Linked DNA regions of Sus scrofa: region 2 is linked to region 1. Evidence: chromatin contacts called from public HiChIP or PLAC-seq data. All regions are on one chromosome and are shown on one strand. Each heading gives the region's core, a stretch centred on a gene start, on an enhancer-like site or on the middle of the called end of the contact. The rest is flanking DNA. Distances are from core to core; before and after follow the strand shown.

The links. HiChIP or PLAC-seq counts read pairs in DNA pulled down with a chosen protein or histone mark.
Region 2: a contact with region 1 is called in an H3K27ac HiChIP or PLAC-seq map of alveolar macrophages. The contact joins the promoter of RBSN here to the promoter of NR2C2 in region 1. A contact is called at or near these places in 1 of 47 Hi-C or Micro-C datasets (heart right ventricle) and 1 of 2 datasets of contacts at active chromatin or transcription factors (alveolar macrophages).

Annotation. Positions count from the first base shown.
Region 1 is chr13:69,573,382-69,580,714 of Sscrofa11.1, reverse strand. NR2C2 (nuclear receptor subfamily 2 group C member 2) reads left to right here and starts at 3,077. Exons shown (of 15, transcript XM_005669805.3): 1 at 3,077-4,119. It overlaps LOC106505680 (serine/arginine repetitive matrix protein 3-like), which reads right to left and starts at 5,060. Exons shown (of 4, transcript XM_021069810.1): 1 at 5,016-5,060; 2 at 4,227-4,899. The coding sequence starts at 5,060.
Region 2 is chr13:69,400,278-69,407,610 of Sscrofa11.1, reverse strand. RBSN (rabenosyn-5) reads right to left here and starts at 3,616. Exons shown (of 12, transcript XM_021069366.1): 1 at 3,493-3,616; 2 at 1,300-1,620. The coding sequence starts at 1,447.

The DNA.
Region 1 (7,333 bases), core at 1,828-4,327:
CTATGACTCTGAGAGACCGTGTTGCATTGCATTTATTTGCTTGATATTTGATAACACCGGCCTTAGTTAATTAAGTATGGATAATCAGAGCTGTTTCATTTTACAGTTCCCCTAAGGTGTATTTTTAGCAAAACTAGATTTTTAGCTAGTGCATCCATAAATTAAAGAACACATTTTTATTGTAACACTGTGTGACCTCAGTACTTCCTAAAATCTAAAAAACAATGGCCCCTAATGCTTCTGTTATTACATCAAAGTGGGCCTTTCACATTTGCTTTAGTTTTTATTTTGGGGGCTGTTCATGGTACCTAAGTCCAAATCCTGTTCTTTCTTCCTGGTTTTGCTGAAAGTGAGACATGTGAATGTGAGCAAATAATATATATATGTTTATATATATGTATTATTCAAAATCTGGAACTCCTAGATTTTGTTATTAAAAGTAGGCTGGTGCAGGAGTTCCTGTTGTGGCTCAGCAGTGATGAACCCGACTAGTATCCATGAAGATGAGGGTTCAATCCCTGGCCTCACTCAGTGGGTTAAGGATCTGGCATTGCCATAAGCTGTGGTGTAGGTTGCAGATGCAACTTGGGTCCCGTGTTGCTGTGGCTGTGGAATAGGTTGGCAGCTACAGCTCTGATTTGACCCCTAGTCTGGGAACTTCCATGTGCCTTGGGTGCAGTCTTAAAAGACCAAAAAAAAAAAGGATGGCTTATAAAGTGTTTCGCATTAACATAGCTCTGAGCTGGTTCACAACATCTGATCAATTTTCCTCCAATGTGACTATCTACTAACTAGGCAAATAAAAAGGATGCCTAGCACTGAGGGACATGTCTAGACCGGGGCAAGCATAAGTCACCCCACCATCAAGGGACATGTTTTGGTTAGTTGAAGGGTTTAGTCAAAAGGGGAATGAAGAGAGTTCCCGTCGTGGCTCAGTGGTTAACAAATCTGACTAGGAACCATGAGGTTGTGGGTTCAATCCCTGGCCTTGCTCAGTGGGTTAAGGATCTGGCATTGCCATGACCTGTGGTGTAGGCTGCAGACATGGCTCAGATCCCACGTTGCTGTGGTTCTAGTGTAGTCCGGTGGCTACAGCTCCGATTTGACCCCTGGTCTGGGGACCTCCATATGCGGCCGGAGCAGCCCAAGAAATGGCAAAAAGACAAAAAAAAAAAAAAAAAAAAAAGGAACGATGGAAAAATATGCACATATTTGGAGGTATGGGGAAGTCATTCTGGCTTATATATGACTTAACTTGAACTTTACTGACTAGAGCAGCCTGTTTTATAGCCTTCTGGATGTGCACTGTACATATGCCTTGGCCACTGAGGAGGGGAATACATTTGAAAGTCAAAAGCTATAGTTGAGATATCTAAGGTAAAAATAGGTGGCCATTGTGGATGTGATTTCATACATATTCCTGTATTGCTAAGGACTTGACTTTTCTGAGCTGTGTCATACTCAGGATGTCACCAGCCTCTCTCAAAGCACTGTATGCTGACAGGTGGCAGCTGCAATCTTATAACCTCCAGGTCTCCTCTTGTAACTATTAAATTTTTAGGAAATAAAGCTGTTTTAGACCAGATGTTAGCAGAAAAAGGAGACAAGTGTAGTGGCTAATACTCTTGTTCTACCTACTACATCAGAAGTTAAAACCTACTTAGATAAAAAGAAACAACTGGCTACCTTGCTACAAGTCTCCCCCAAAATGCCACTTTCAGATTGGTTTTCAGGCTTATTCTCCTCAATTCCTCAGGAAATGATCTTTATTATACAAGACTCTGATCCAGGACTTGGAACTTGGGAATATTTCCAACTTGGTGTCAATTCCCCAAATCAAGGAAGGATTACACACATTTCAGCAGGAAGTAGCCAGAGCAGTCACTGCTTCATTACCTTGAAGATTTAGGAAAGGATGAAAATGGGGTTGGAGTTTGCAAACAAGTCCCCCTAAACCCAAGCTCCTTTGTCGAGTTTATGATTAAACTATCGAAAATATTATTCTTTTCTTTTTACGGCCTCACCTGCGGAATATGCAAGTTCCTAGCTAGAGGGTCAAATTGGAGCTGCAGCTGTAGGCCTATGCCACAGCCATAGCAACACCAGATCTGAGCTGCGTCTGTGACCTATGCTGAAGCTTGTGGCAACACTGGATCCTTAATTCACTGAGGCCAGGGATCGAACTTGCATCCTCAGGGACACTGTGTTGGGTTCTTAACCCAATGAGCCACAAGGGGAACTTTTTATTCCCTTTCTTGCCCAACACATGCTCTCCCCAAGATTGAGGGGTATCAAAGAAAAGTGGGTAATAGTAAGACAACAAAATTCTGACTCCATATTAGATCTGTTCCTTTATTACATCATCCATGGTTTCCTTCTTGAAGAGGGACGCCATGGTCAGAGATGGTGCCTGGGCTACCCTGCTTGGCCCAGTCTGGGCCTGCAACTGGAAGAGTACAGAAGGGAAAGGATAGGTTTGAAGGGTTCAGGATGGTGGAGTGGATGGGCAAAAGAAGAGGGTGGGGATCCACAAAGCCTGCCACAATGAGCTGCCCAGAGCTCAGGTGGCTTCAAACTAAGACACTTTTTGGAGAGCTGTTAGCACAAAGGAGCTGACACCAAGAAGTTTCCAATGACTAACCATGCCCCTCCCTCAACTTTCCTTTATAAAGGCTTTGCCAAAAAAAAGTTCAGGTTTTTGTTGTGTTTTGTTTTCTTATTAGGGCCTGAGGCACAAGAAAGTTCCAGGCTAGGGGTCAAATCGGAGTTGCAGCTGCCAGCCTACACCACAGCCACAGCAATGCTGAATCCTTAACCCATTAAGCGAGGCCAGGGATGAAACCCACATCCTCATGGATACTAGCTGGATTCTTAACCCAGTGGGCCACAACAGGAACTCCCAGAGTTCAGGGGTTTTTCTTGGGCCTGAGCCAACCTGTCTCCTTGCACGCCCTGCAATAAATCTTTCTCTGCTCCAAACTCTGACATTTTGGTATTGTTTGGCTTTAGTATGCACACAGATTTACATCCAGTATTGAGTATCTAATGAAAACCAGTAACTCAAGATGTATAGGATTAAGAGAAGCAATTATATTTATATTTAAGCAATTCCACAGAGTTTCTTGATACACTTAAGCATCATCGTTTACTAGTTCACATCTCCAAAAGGAGACACATGGAAGAAAGATTTGGATCATATGTTCAAGATTTGGGAGGCTTTTAACACTATCTGATACTCCCAGAAGCTGGTGTATCCTCGGACCTTTCAAACCCCAATTAAATACTCTCTGTACCGAGTAGGGCACAAAGAATTCAATATCCACCCAAGAAACCATACACTTCCGATCTACAGGCGCTCCGCTGTGTCACCGCTTCCTCAGTCCACAAACAGAGGCCTCGGCAGGGCGGACGCCGGGTGGAAGACCTTACGGTGAGAACACAGCCCCCACCTGGCCTCCAGCCGCCAGAGGAACCCGGGAGGGGCGGACTGGCCCCCGAATAACGGAGCCCTGCGGTCCCGGCTTTTTAAAACGACCAACCACCCCTTTACCCCAACGACCGCGGCCTCCACCCTCCATTCTGGCCCTGCGGCGGTGCAGGCGGCGGTACGGGCCGAGGCTCCGGCGAACAGCGCGGAGCCTGCGTCTTCCTCCGCCACCGCCGCCCGGCCGGACAGCCGTGGGGCCGGATGGAGCAGCGCGGCCGCCGCGTTCCGGTGCGCGCGCGCGCCTCAGCCAATCGCGTGCTCGCCCGCCCCCCGCGGCCGCGGCGAGGCCGGCGCTGGGAAGAGGAAGAAGAACATTCGCCCTCCTCCTACCAGCGCGCGGGCGGCGGCGGCGGCGGCACCGGGGTCACGAACTCTGACCTTTCGCTGACAAAAACAATAACAAACCCCCCCTTCCCCGCGACCCCGGCGGCGCCCCCGGGCCCGCCCCCGCCGCCCCGCTCCCACCTCGGCGTCTCGTCTCTCGCCCGCTGCCCCGCGAGCCCGCGGCCCCGGGCTCCCGCCATCCGCCGACGCCGGGAAGCCGGCCTCCCCGCGTCCTGCCCTCCGCGCCGGGGGCCGCCCGCCGCAGACACGGGACCTGCTCCGAGGCCGCTTTGGCGCCAAATCCTGAGGTAAAATTGAAAAAGGGCCGGGGCGGGCTCGGGCCGGCGGCGGAGGGGGCGGGCCTGGCGCGCGGACATGGAGGCGCCGCGGCGGCGCCTGAACCCGACCCTTTTACCTTTGCCACGGGGCGGTGGCGCCGGCCGCTTTGCATAGTGGGCCGGGCCGCTCCCCTCCCCTCCCCGCCCGCGGCCGGGCGAAGCGAGCGGGCTCCCCCTGACCGGTCGGGCCGGCGCGAGGGTGGGGGCGGAGGGGGCCGGCCGCGGCCCCGCCTCACAGTTGGCCCTCCGCCAGCGCCGCCATTTTGTTCTTGGCGGAGATGGCTCCGGCTGGGCCGCTCCCCTCCTCCTCCTTCGCATCCTCCTCCTCCCTGCAGTCCCTCCTTCCCTCGCTCCCCGGCTCCTCTCCCCTCCGCTTCCCGCCCGTCGTTGGCAGCCGCAGCGGCCCAACCGCCGTTTTGTTTTGTTTTGTTCTTGAAGGGGAGGGTGGAGGGAAGAGAGGAAGGCGGGAGTGGGGCGCGACCTTCTGAACGACGGCTGGGTGGGCCAACTGACGCCAAGACAGGCGGGCTGGTGCTTGCGGCTCCGCCCCCTGAGGCTCTGCTGATTGGCTCTGTTGGGAGGGGGTGGTCCCCGCGCGGCGCGGGAGCCCTGGCTGGGCTGGAGCAGGGGCCGGGGCGAGGTGTGGGGCCAGGGCGCCGGGGGCGGGGCGCTCAGAGACGCGGCCTGGGTGAGCGCGAGGCGCGCGTGGGTGCGGTGAGGGGTCGGGCAGCGTCTTCGACCGGGACACGTCTAGAATGAGTGCTGTAGAACGATGGTAAAGAGGTGATGAGGCATCCTGAACCGAGGGCGCTCGCTCGTGGGAAGGGCTTTTTGGAATCTGGACACCTTGGGGCTCCTGACCATACTTTCGGCGCGGCGGCGGGCGAATCCCTCTCGTGAGGCTGTTTCATCGGCTGTCAAGTGGGAGGATGGGCGTTCTTGCCAGGCTGGACCTCCCTTCCCAGGATCGTTTGAGGGACCCAACTCAGAAAATGGAGTCCAGGCTATTTTGTGAACCTCAAAGTAATGTAAAAATGGTGTTACTGAAAATGGAGTGAAGAGCCACCTGGCGCGGAAAGCTTAAGGGTACAGAGGGCTTAAGAGAATGGAGAAGAATCTGGGGTATTTTTCTTTTCATTCGTTGGTTAACTACATATTTGCTTAGTTTAGGGCACTGGGGATACAGCCTAAGAACCAGCTAGACCAGGCCCCCGCCCTCCCAGAATTGGGGGTGAAGTAAATAGACAAGTGATTTTAGCAAGTGGTAAATCCCATGAAGGGGGTGAAATGAAACTGGTTGATGTGTTGAAGTCCTGAGGAAACTGCTATTGGCTGGTTAGGGAAGAGGAGGCCAAGTCTGAATGGATTACCCAAGGAAGAACTAGCGTGAGAGAGAGAAGGAAGAGCAAGTGTGAAACCCCAGAAGGGAAGGCATTTGGTGTGAGTGAGGCTGGAGAGCTGTCCTTTTCATTATCCCCTCTACCTACAGGCTAAAATCTCAGAAATAAGACAAAGATAATGGAGACTAAATCTCAGATTTAATAATCATAGAGTCAAGGAAAATAGAACTATCAAATGCATAACTGATGTAGACATGACTTGAGAAAGCCTCAGAAAATGTTACTTCCAGGTTCAAATCCTTTGTCATCCCCTGTGTTTATCTTCAATTCCTCAAATATTTGCTGAGCCCAGGTGTTAGATGATAAGGACATTGATTGGTGTCAAGCATGTGAATATAGTTCTTTTTTTTTTTTGTCTTTTTTTGGTATTTCTTGGGCCGCTCCTGCAGCATATGGAGGTTCCCAGGCTAGGGGTCGAATCAGAGCTGTAGCCACCGGCCTACGCCAGAGCCACAGCAACGCGGGATCCGAGCCGCGTCTGCAACCTACACCACAGCTCACGGCAACGCCGGATCATTAACCCACTGAGCAAGGGCAGGGACCGAACCCGCAACCTCATGGTTCCTAGTCGGATTCGTTAACCACTGCGCAACTACGGGAACTCCGTGAATATAGTTCTATATGCCTGAGTTCCGTTTTCTCCTTCTCCCCCCAGTTTATATACATACACGAATGCACATACCTGTACATACATAAAAAGTTGGAGGCAGAAGCCAAATAGTGTTGTTAATAGTGCCAAAATTTACTAGCCCTATGACTTTGGATAAGTTAGTTAACTTTTTCGAGACTTAGTGTCCTCATTTGGGTGATAATGGACCTTTCCTTCTGGAATCGAGGATTAAATGATTTTAATGTAAATAAAGAGCTTAGAAAAGTGGCGTATAATAAATGCTCACAGTTGAAGTCACGAAATACTAGCTGTTTGGTAAAGACATTGGACTGGTTAAGTGATGGTAAACAATGAAATTTTTAGACAGTCTGGTGTAGGAGCAAAACACTGGATTAGAACACTGGAGTGCTAGTTTTGCCTTGGCATCCAAACCAAAAGTTTATTTGGGAAACAAAGTTAAAAAGAAAAGGAAGTAGTGCAACTAATAGTATTAACAGAGGTATGGGGTGCTTTATAATTTTCAAAATTCTCTTACAGGCATTATATTGTTCAATCCTTACCAGGATATAAGGTGAAGGTCCTTTTCCTCCTATTTTAAAACTTTTCTAAGACTTTTCATCATTTTTTAATCCCTGTATCCCTACCTCTTTGTGCATTGAACATTGGCCTGCTTTCAGCTTCCTTGAAAGTGTGACTGACTTTGCTTTGCTGTTCCCTCAGCCTAAAGTCCTTATATGCCCCCATTCCACACAAACTCTAGTCTGCAGATGTCAACTCAAGCGTCACTTCCTCAGGAAAGCCCTCTCTGATGCCCACTGCCAGTCTAGATCAGATTCTTTCACTTTACACTGTGTTCCTTTCCTTTAAAACATTGCTCTCACTCCATGTGATTGATTGATTGAAATCTGTTCCCCTTAGGAAAGGAAGAATCATTTAGTGCACCGTTATATTTCCAGTTTTTAGCAGAATGCTGGAATTACTTTGTAGAGGAATGAGTTGTTGATAATTTATGATATCATTGATAACTAAGTTGCTGCCCATTGATAGGGCCTTTTGTGTGTATGTGTGTGTGTGTGTGTGTGTGTGTGTGTGTGTTTTGCTTTTTTTAGGGCTATACCTGCAGCATATGAAAGTTCCCAGTCTAGGGGTCAAACTGGAGCGGCACCTGCCTGCC
Region 2 (7,333 bases), core at 2,367-4,866, 170 kb after region 1:
ACCTCATTAAGGACACTGTGTGAAAAGAGCAGCACTTACCTTAGAGGTGACAGAGCTATGGGGTCAAGGCCTAGCTCTGTCACTTCCTGTGTAACCTTATCTAAGTCACTCCATATCTCTGAGCCTCACTTTTTCTCTGTAAAATAAGACCAACCACTTTCCTGAAGGGTTGCTGGGAAAGTCTAACAAAATAACAAAGTATGTGAAAGAATATACATTTCTTTTTCTTTTTTCTTTTGCCTTCTAAGAATTATGACTCTGCTCCAGCATCTACAGCCAGAAGCTATTTCATCATGGCCTCAATATTTTGAAAATATTTGACTTTGTCATATTATTGACAGAAGCTATAAATGTTACTGCTTTTAACAACTCTTTTTCTTCTAAACTGAAAAGTGAGACATGGAGTGAGACTATGTGATTACAGGGGGCATGTGACTACATGTGCAGAAGTCAAAGCCCACTTAGGATACACGATCATTCCTTTCTCTCCCACCCAACAAAGAATCACGAATACAACATTAGACCTTTTAAATCTACCTGCCTTCAGAAATGCTGCCAGCTGTTGGCTGAAGTACTAGGAAAGTGAGTTCCAGAGGAGCAGCACCATACTTAGGGCTTAGAATCTAAAGTCCAAGAAATGAATACTCTATATAGCAAAAATTACTTTGAAAAATTGTTTATGCAGTCCTCCAGGACCTGAGGGTCCTTGAAACTCAAAAACCAAGTTTTAACTTTTTTGGTTTTCCTCTTTACATGTCAACTATCGCCTTCCTTTTCCTGCACTGCAGAGGACATGTTCTAGCTGAGGAAGTAAGTATGGCAGGAAGCCCTGAATTTGTGATAGGTAAATGGGTGTACAATCTGCCTCCACTTACAGAGCAAAGGAAAGGAATTCCAACCCCCAAAGCCTTTTAGGTTGGCAGTTAGAGAATTCAAACAGTCTTGCAAGAGACAGCAGAGCACAGTAATTACACTAAGTTCAAAGCCAGGCTCTATCTCACTGTTTAAGTTCAGGCAAGTTATCTCTGTGTCTAATCTCTCTGTGTCTAGTATCCTCATCAGTAAGAAGGGGCTCATAGTCACACAGTGTGAGAATTAAATGAAGTTAATACAAGGGAAGGTTCTGAATAATGCCTGGCACATAGAAAGCACTAGATATACTAGATATATTTTACTATTATTATTAATTTACTATTGTGTATTATGTTCTGGTGGCAACATGGAAGCTAATGAAAACCATCCCATGAGTTCAAGCTCCCAAAGACAGAATGGGACAAGGAGAAAATTCTCTCCTCTTACTTTTAATTTGCCCTTTGACATCACGGTCTTCCCCAGAGTGCTCTTCCTCATAATGTGACTGCAGCTGATAGAAAGACTGCAGGTCCTTCAGGCACAAAGGGCAGAGGAAGCCCTCTCTCACGTCCCCTGGGTCATCCAGAGAAGCCATGGTAGTGTCCCTCTCAACCCCCACAAGGCAGGGGCCTCATGCCAAGAGTCAGCTTGATTCCTCCACAAGAGACCAGGACTCCCACAGCATCAGCTCAACCAAGCAGCACACAGATGATGGGGACGTGGAATCGTGGTCTTGGATGAGGTTTCCTCTCTGGAGTAGGTGAAGTCCTAAAAAAGGAAAGAAGGGAGAAAAAAAAACAATTCAGGCAAATTAGCGGCAATTGAGAATTTTCCTTGTTCTCTTCACAGTTCAGCAAGGGTACATGATGTTTTTCAGTGCCGCTTTCTGAAAACACAAACTGCCTTCTCAAATTCTTAGACCAAAACACAAAAGCTTCTTGGATATGAGAACATCACTAGACAACAGGTAACTCAATAAAGAGGCAAGCACAGATTCTTGAAGATAAGAGGAAAATATGACTTCAACAGTAATCATAATACCAAGGCAATTCTCTAACACTCATTCCAATGGTCCAACTTCATCATTTGTATGCCACTTTGGCCAATGGGGAAAAGTCAAAAGTAGTGATCAACAAACAGAAGATTTTATTTGACTCCTTTTACCCTATTTATTCAACCACATGTATGGAGCTCTTGCACCTATGTCAAAAAAGAGATAGCATCTCCCCTAAAAACACCGAACCAAACCAAAGAAAAATCTCAACCGTAAAGAAGAGCCTTAGAAACTTTGTGATCAAAAAGAAAAATCTATTTTGTGTCTTACATCTGTAGAGTAGTTTTTCTCAAGTAAATTTACTAGATTTTATGAACCAGCAAGCCTAATGCTCTCACTACTTCAAAAATAAAGGAATTTGATGCTTTAAGAATTCAGGGATTAATAAGTTACATTTTCGAGTATTATCACTTCCAATGTCACTTCACAAAGACTTCCAGCCAGGAGAACCCAGACAAAACCATTCCACAAAAACAAGAAACTTCCCCCCAAGAACCTGAGGCCACAAATTACAAGAGATTGTGAGGCAGAATGAATGTCCCTCAGCTTTGAGCTGTGGATGACCTGCTTAGAGGGCCACCCAGGAGAAACTGATTTCTGGCAATGACCCAGAAAATAAACAAACAAAACACGAGGTCTCTGTGTTCTTCCTCTAACTAAAAAGCCCTACATGCACCTCTCAGCCCCTTTCCCTGATGGTCGCTGAAACAGCAGCTCCTGGCCCCTCCCTAGACAGCGGTTGACCTGAGCTCCCTTCCTTCCCACGCCTGACCCTACCAACCACAATTCCAGCACATACCATCCCCCGCATGCCAAGGCACCCACCCTGCCTCCAGTCTCCTGTGGGGCGGCCCTGCACCTCTCCTCACAGCACTTATCTCAATTTGTAATCACAGGTACACAAGTCTATCAGCCTACAGGTCTGGAGGGCGGGGGCCACGTTCCCCACCACCACACCCCCACCACCACACCCCAAGGTGGGGCTCAGTGCCCCGCACAAACCACCGAGCAGGCAACAACGCTCCACGCATGAGTGAGTGAATGAATGAACGGCCACGACCCGTGCAATCACATAACCAGACACCCACCACAAACCAAAGGGATCGACCACAAACCACAGAGCCAGCTCCCACATCCACAACATATGCGAGCCCCTAACAACTTAAATCACCTCAAAACCACGAATAAAACCTACAGGGCCACGCGCCAGCCACTACGTAACTCAACACGAAGCGCACCCGCCGCACCACTACACAGGACGGGAAAGACTCGTCCTCACAGGGCACACACGACACCTTCACGCGGACGCCATACAAACCCTGAACTCAAACACCTTAACCTCCCACAAGCAGAGACTCAAACACAACCACCTGGGCGCCCAACCGCAGATCCCACAGCCCAGCGCAACCACACAACCAGGGTCCAATCATCGTCGGCCCGTGAGGGAAACGCGGCCCGCGAGCTGCAGCGCCCACCACGCACGTCCCACCCACCACTGCACACGGGTCCCACGCCCCCCGGCCGGCTCCTGAGGGGAGCCGCACCCCATCCCACCCCGCACGCACGCCCAGCCATCGGTACCCCACCGGTTCCCGCGGGCTCGCAGTCCTGAGACCCGAGTTCTGGGCCTCCGCGGCCCCTCACGCAGGAGCGACCGCCATCTCCATCGACTGCTCGGCGCTCGGCAGGCGCGCCTGCGACGGCGCCCAAACCGGAAGGCAGGCTGACAGACGCCGGAAGAGCGCCGAGTCTTCGAGGGGTGGGCAGACTCCCCAGGCACGGACAGCTGCGGCTTCAGCGAAGGCGCTCTTAGAAGTGGCAGGGGGCGGGGGCTCTGCCATTTTACGAGGTTTTTGACGCCCCAGGTTGTTAGGTGCCGAGCATTAGACCCCGTCCCTGACTATGCACACCACTGTACAGATGAGAAAACTGAGGCGTTCCCATTGTGCCCCAACGGAAACGAATCCGACTAGTATTCATGAAGATGCTGGTTGGTTCCATCCCTGGGCTCGCCAGCGTTTGCCAGTGAGCTGTGGTGTAGGTCGCAGAGGCGGCTGGGATCCAGCATTGCTGCGGCTGTGGTGTGGGCCTGCAGCTGTAGCTCCGATTAGACCCCTAGCCTGGGAAATTCCATATGCCACAAGTGTGGCCCTAAAAAGCAAAAAAAGAAAACTGAATCCTGTAGTTCTTTAGCGCTTGACGGGGGTGCACAATGAATGAGGTAGTGAGGCGTCTTTAATGCCTCTTGCACCCGCAACTGCAGTTCTAAGTTAAAGTCAATTAACGCTCCCAAGCACTAGAGAGAAAAGGAACGCTCAAGCCTGGAGGATGTGAAAACATCTGGAATAGAAAGAACCGCATGAGAGTGGGGCCTGGAATGAGAAGGAGTATCGATCCCAGGTGTGTACGTTGCGGTCAGGGAAAATCTGTGGCATTTTCAAAGGGAAGTCAAAACCTCTGTGAGAGAACACCCCACACCTGTTAGAGGAGCTATTATCAAAAAGAAGCATTGGTGAGGATATGAGATGAACAGTTGTGCACTATTGGTAGGAATGCATATTGGTGCAGCCACTATGAAAAACAGGATGGCGGTTCCTCAAAAAATTAAAAAATAAAGCTACTATATGATCCACCAATTCCAGTTCTTGTTGTTTATCTGAAAAATAGGAAAACACTAACTCAAAAGATAGCTGCATCTGCCTGTTGCAGCATTCCTTACAGTAACCAAGAATATGGAAACAGCCAAAGTGTCCATTAACAGATAATGAATGGATAAAGAAAATGTGATAAAATTATATATACAATTTAGCCATAAAAAGGATGAAATCCTACCGTTTGCAACAACATAGATGGACTTGGGCATTAGGCTAAGTGAAATAAATCAAACAGAAAAAGCAAATACTGAAGTTCTCTTGTGGTGCAGTGGGTTAAGGATTCCACATTGTCACTGCAGAAGCTTGGGGAGGTGGGTAGAAATGAGCAAAGGGGGACAAGAGGTACGAAATTCCAGTTATAAGACAAATTAGTCTTGGGATATAATACACAGCATGTTGACTCTAGTTAATAATACTATATCGCATATTTCAAAGTTCCTGAGAGAGTAGATCCTAAAAGTTCTCATGACATGAGAAAAAAAGTTTGTAACTATGTATGGTGACAGATGTTAGACTTATTGTGGTGATCATTTTGCAATATATACAAAGATTGAATCATTATGGTAACTGATATAACATTATGTCCAGTATACCTCAAAAATGGAGTTCCCGGAGTTCCCATTGTGGCTCAGTGGTTGGCAAATCTGACTAGGAACCATAAGGTTGCGGGTTCGATCCCTGGCCTCGCTAAGTGGGTTAAGGATCTGGCATTGCCGTGAGCTGTGGTGCACGTCGAAGACGCAACTCGGATCCCGCCTTGCTGTGACTGTGGTGTAAGCTGGCGGCTACAGCTCCGATTCGACCCCTAGCCTGGGATCCTCCATATGCTGTGGGAGCAGCCCTAGAAAAGGCAGAAGACAAAAAAAAAAAAAAAAAAAAAAAAAATGGAGTTCCCATTGCGGCTCAGCAGATTAAAAATGCAACTAACATCCATGAAGATGCAGGTTCCATCCCTGGCCTCGCTCAGTGAGATAAGCTTCCAGCATCGTTGCAAGCAATGGCATAGGTCACAGATGTGGCTTGGATCTGTTGCTGCTGTGGCTGTGGTATAGGCCAGCAGCTGCAGCTCTGATTCAACCCCTAGCCTGGGAACTTCCATATGCTATGAGTGTGGCCCTAAAAAGAAAAAAGAAAAAAAAAGGATGCTCAGTTAGCCCCTACACCATGCCCTGCACTGTGCTGGGTACCATGGAGTATCTAGGGAAAAAACCTCATCCCAGCCCTTGGGAGCTGTTTGCTTTGTGCCCTGCACTAGCGCTGGCCTTCAGCAATGGCTGGGACACCAGAAGAAGAGCTACACAGAATAATGGGAAGATCCTGAGCTTTGGGGTCAGAAGGTAGCCTCAATTCATGTTCCAGTAGTGGTACTTGATTGCTTTGACTCCTATTATCACAGTCTGTAAAATGGAGATAAAAATAGTTTCCACCTTATAGGATTGTCAAGACTGGGTGAGGTTACATGGGCTGGGGGGAGTGCACTGGGTGGTGTGTGTGTCCCTAACACTGGCTGCACCTCTGCTTCTCTGAACTGGAGCACTGATTCTGCAGCTAGTGTTGGGCTTCCATGAACTTCTGTTTAGGGACTTGAGGCTTCTGGCATGGAGAGCACTGAGTTTTTGGAGAATAAATGCCAGCAAAAGGGCGGTGAGCTAGGTGTTTAGAGACGTGGGGTCTATCCAAGCTGCACCTTACTCTGTGACTTTGAACAGGTCCTGTCCCCTGGATTGGCCTCAGTTTCCCCACCTGTACAGCTAAAATAGGTCCCAAAGCTCTTTTCACTTTACAGGGTTGGGAGGCATGGTCAGGAACCCTGCCCTGTGAACTGACACAGACAAGGAAGAGACTTGCCAACCTGTCATAAACAAAGCAACAGACCCAAATCTGCCTCTGTCACTGGCCTCTGCCTTGGGTCCTGGTAGCCAGGGCTGGGAGTGAAAACACGTTATTGCTTGTCTGGGACCACAGGAGTCCCAGAACAAGCCATGCTCCCAGGCAGGACAATGTCTGTGGTCAGGGGATAAACCTTTTATCAATCCATCATGATTTTTTTCTGTTGTTCTATCATTTACAAATGCTAATGTCACATTTGCCATTTCATTTGTTCAAAAAAGCAATCGCCAGGAGTTCTTTTGTGGCGCAGCAGGTTAAGGACCTGGCATTTTCACTGCAGTAGCTTGGGTTGCTGCTGTGGCATGGGTTCAATCCCTGGTCCAGGAACTTCATATGTTGTGGGCACAGCCAAAAAAAAAAAAAAAAAAAAAAAAAAAAAAAAAAGCACTGGCCAAATGGCCCACAGCTCTGGAAATTATGAAGAATCAGCCATTCTATTGATATTTTTAAGTATGATAGTGGCAAAGACCTTCCTGTGTGCTTTACAATTTATTAAAAGCACTTTCATTATTTAAATTCTTTAGGTGACTCTCTTATTAGTTCCATTTTATTTTATTTATTTATTTTTTGTCTTTTTGCCATTTCTTGGGCCACTTCCCACAGTATATGGAGGTTCCCAGGCTAGGGGTCGAATCGGAGCTGTAGCCGCCAGCCTACGCCAGAGCCACAGCAACGTGGGATCCGAGCCGCGTCTGCAACCTACACCACAGTTCACGGCAACACCAGATCCTTAACCCACTGAGCAAGGCCAGGGATCGAACCCGAAACCTCATGGCTCCTAGTAGGATTCATTAACCACTGAGCCATGAAGGGAACTCCAGTTCCATTTTAATAATAGCAATAGTGATTAATATTTACTGAGTGATTCATGTGTGCTGGTCAC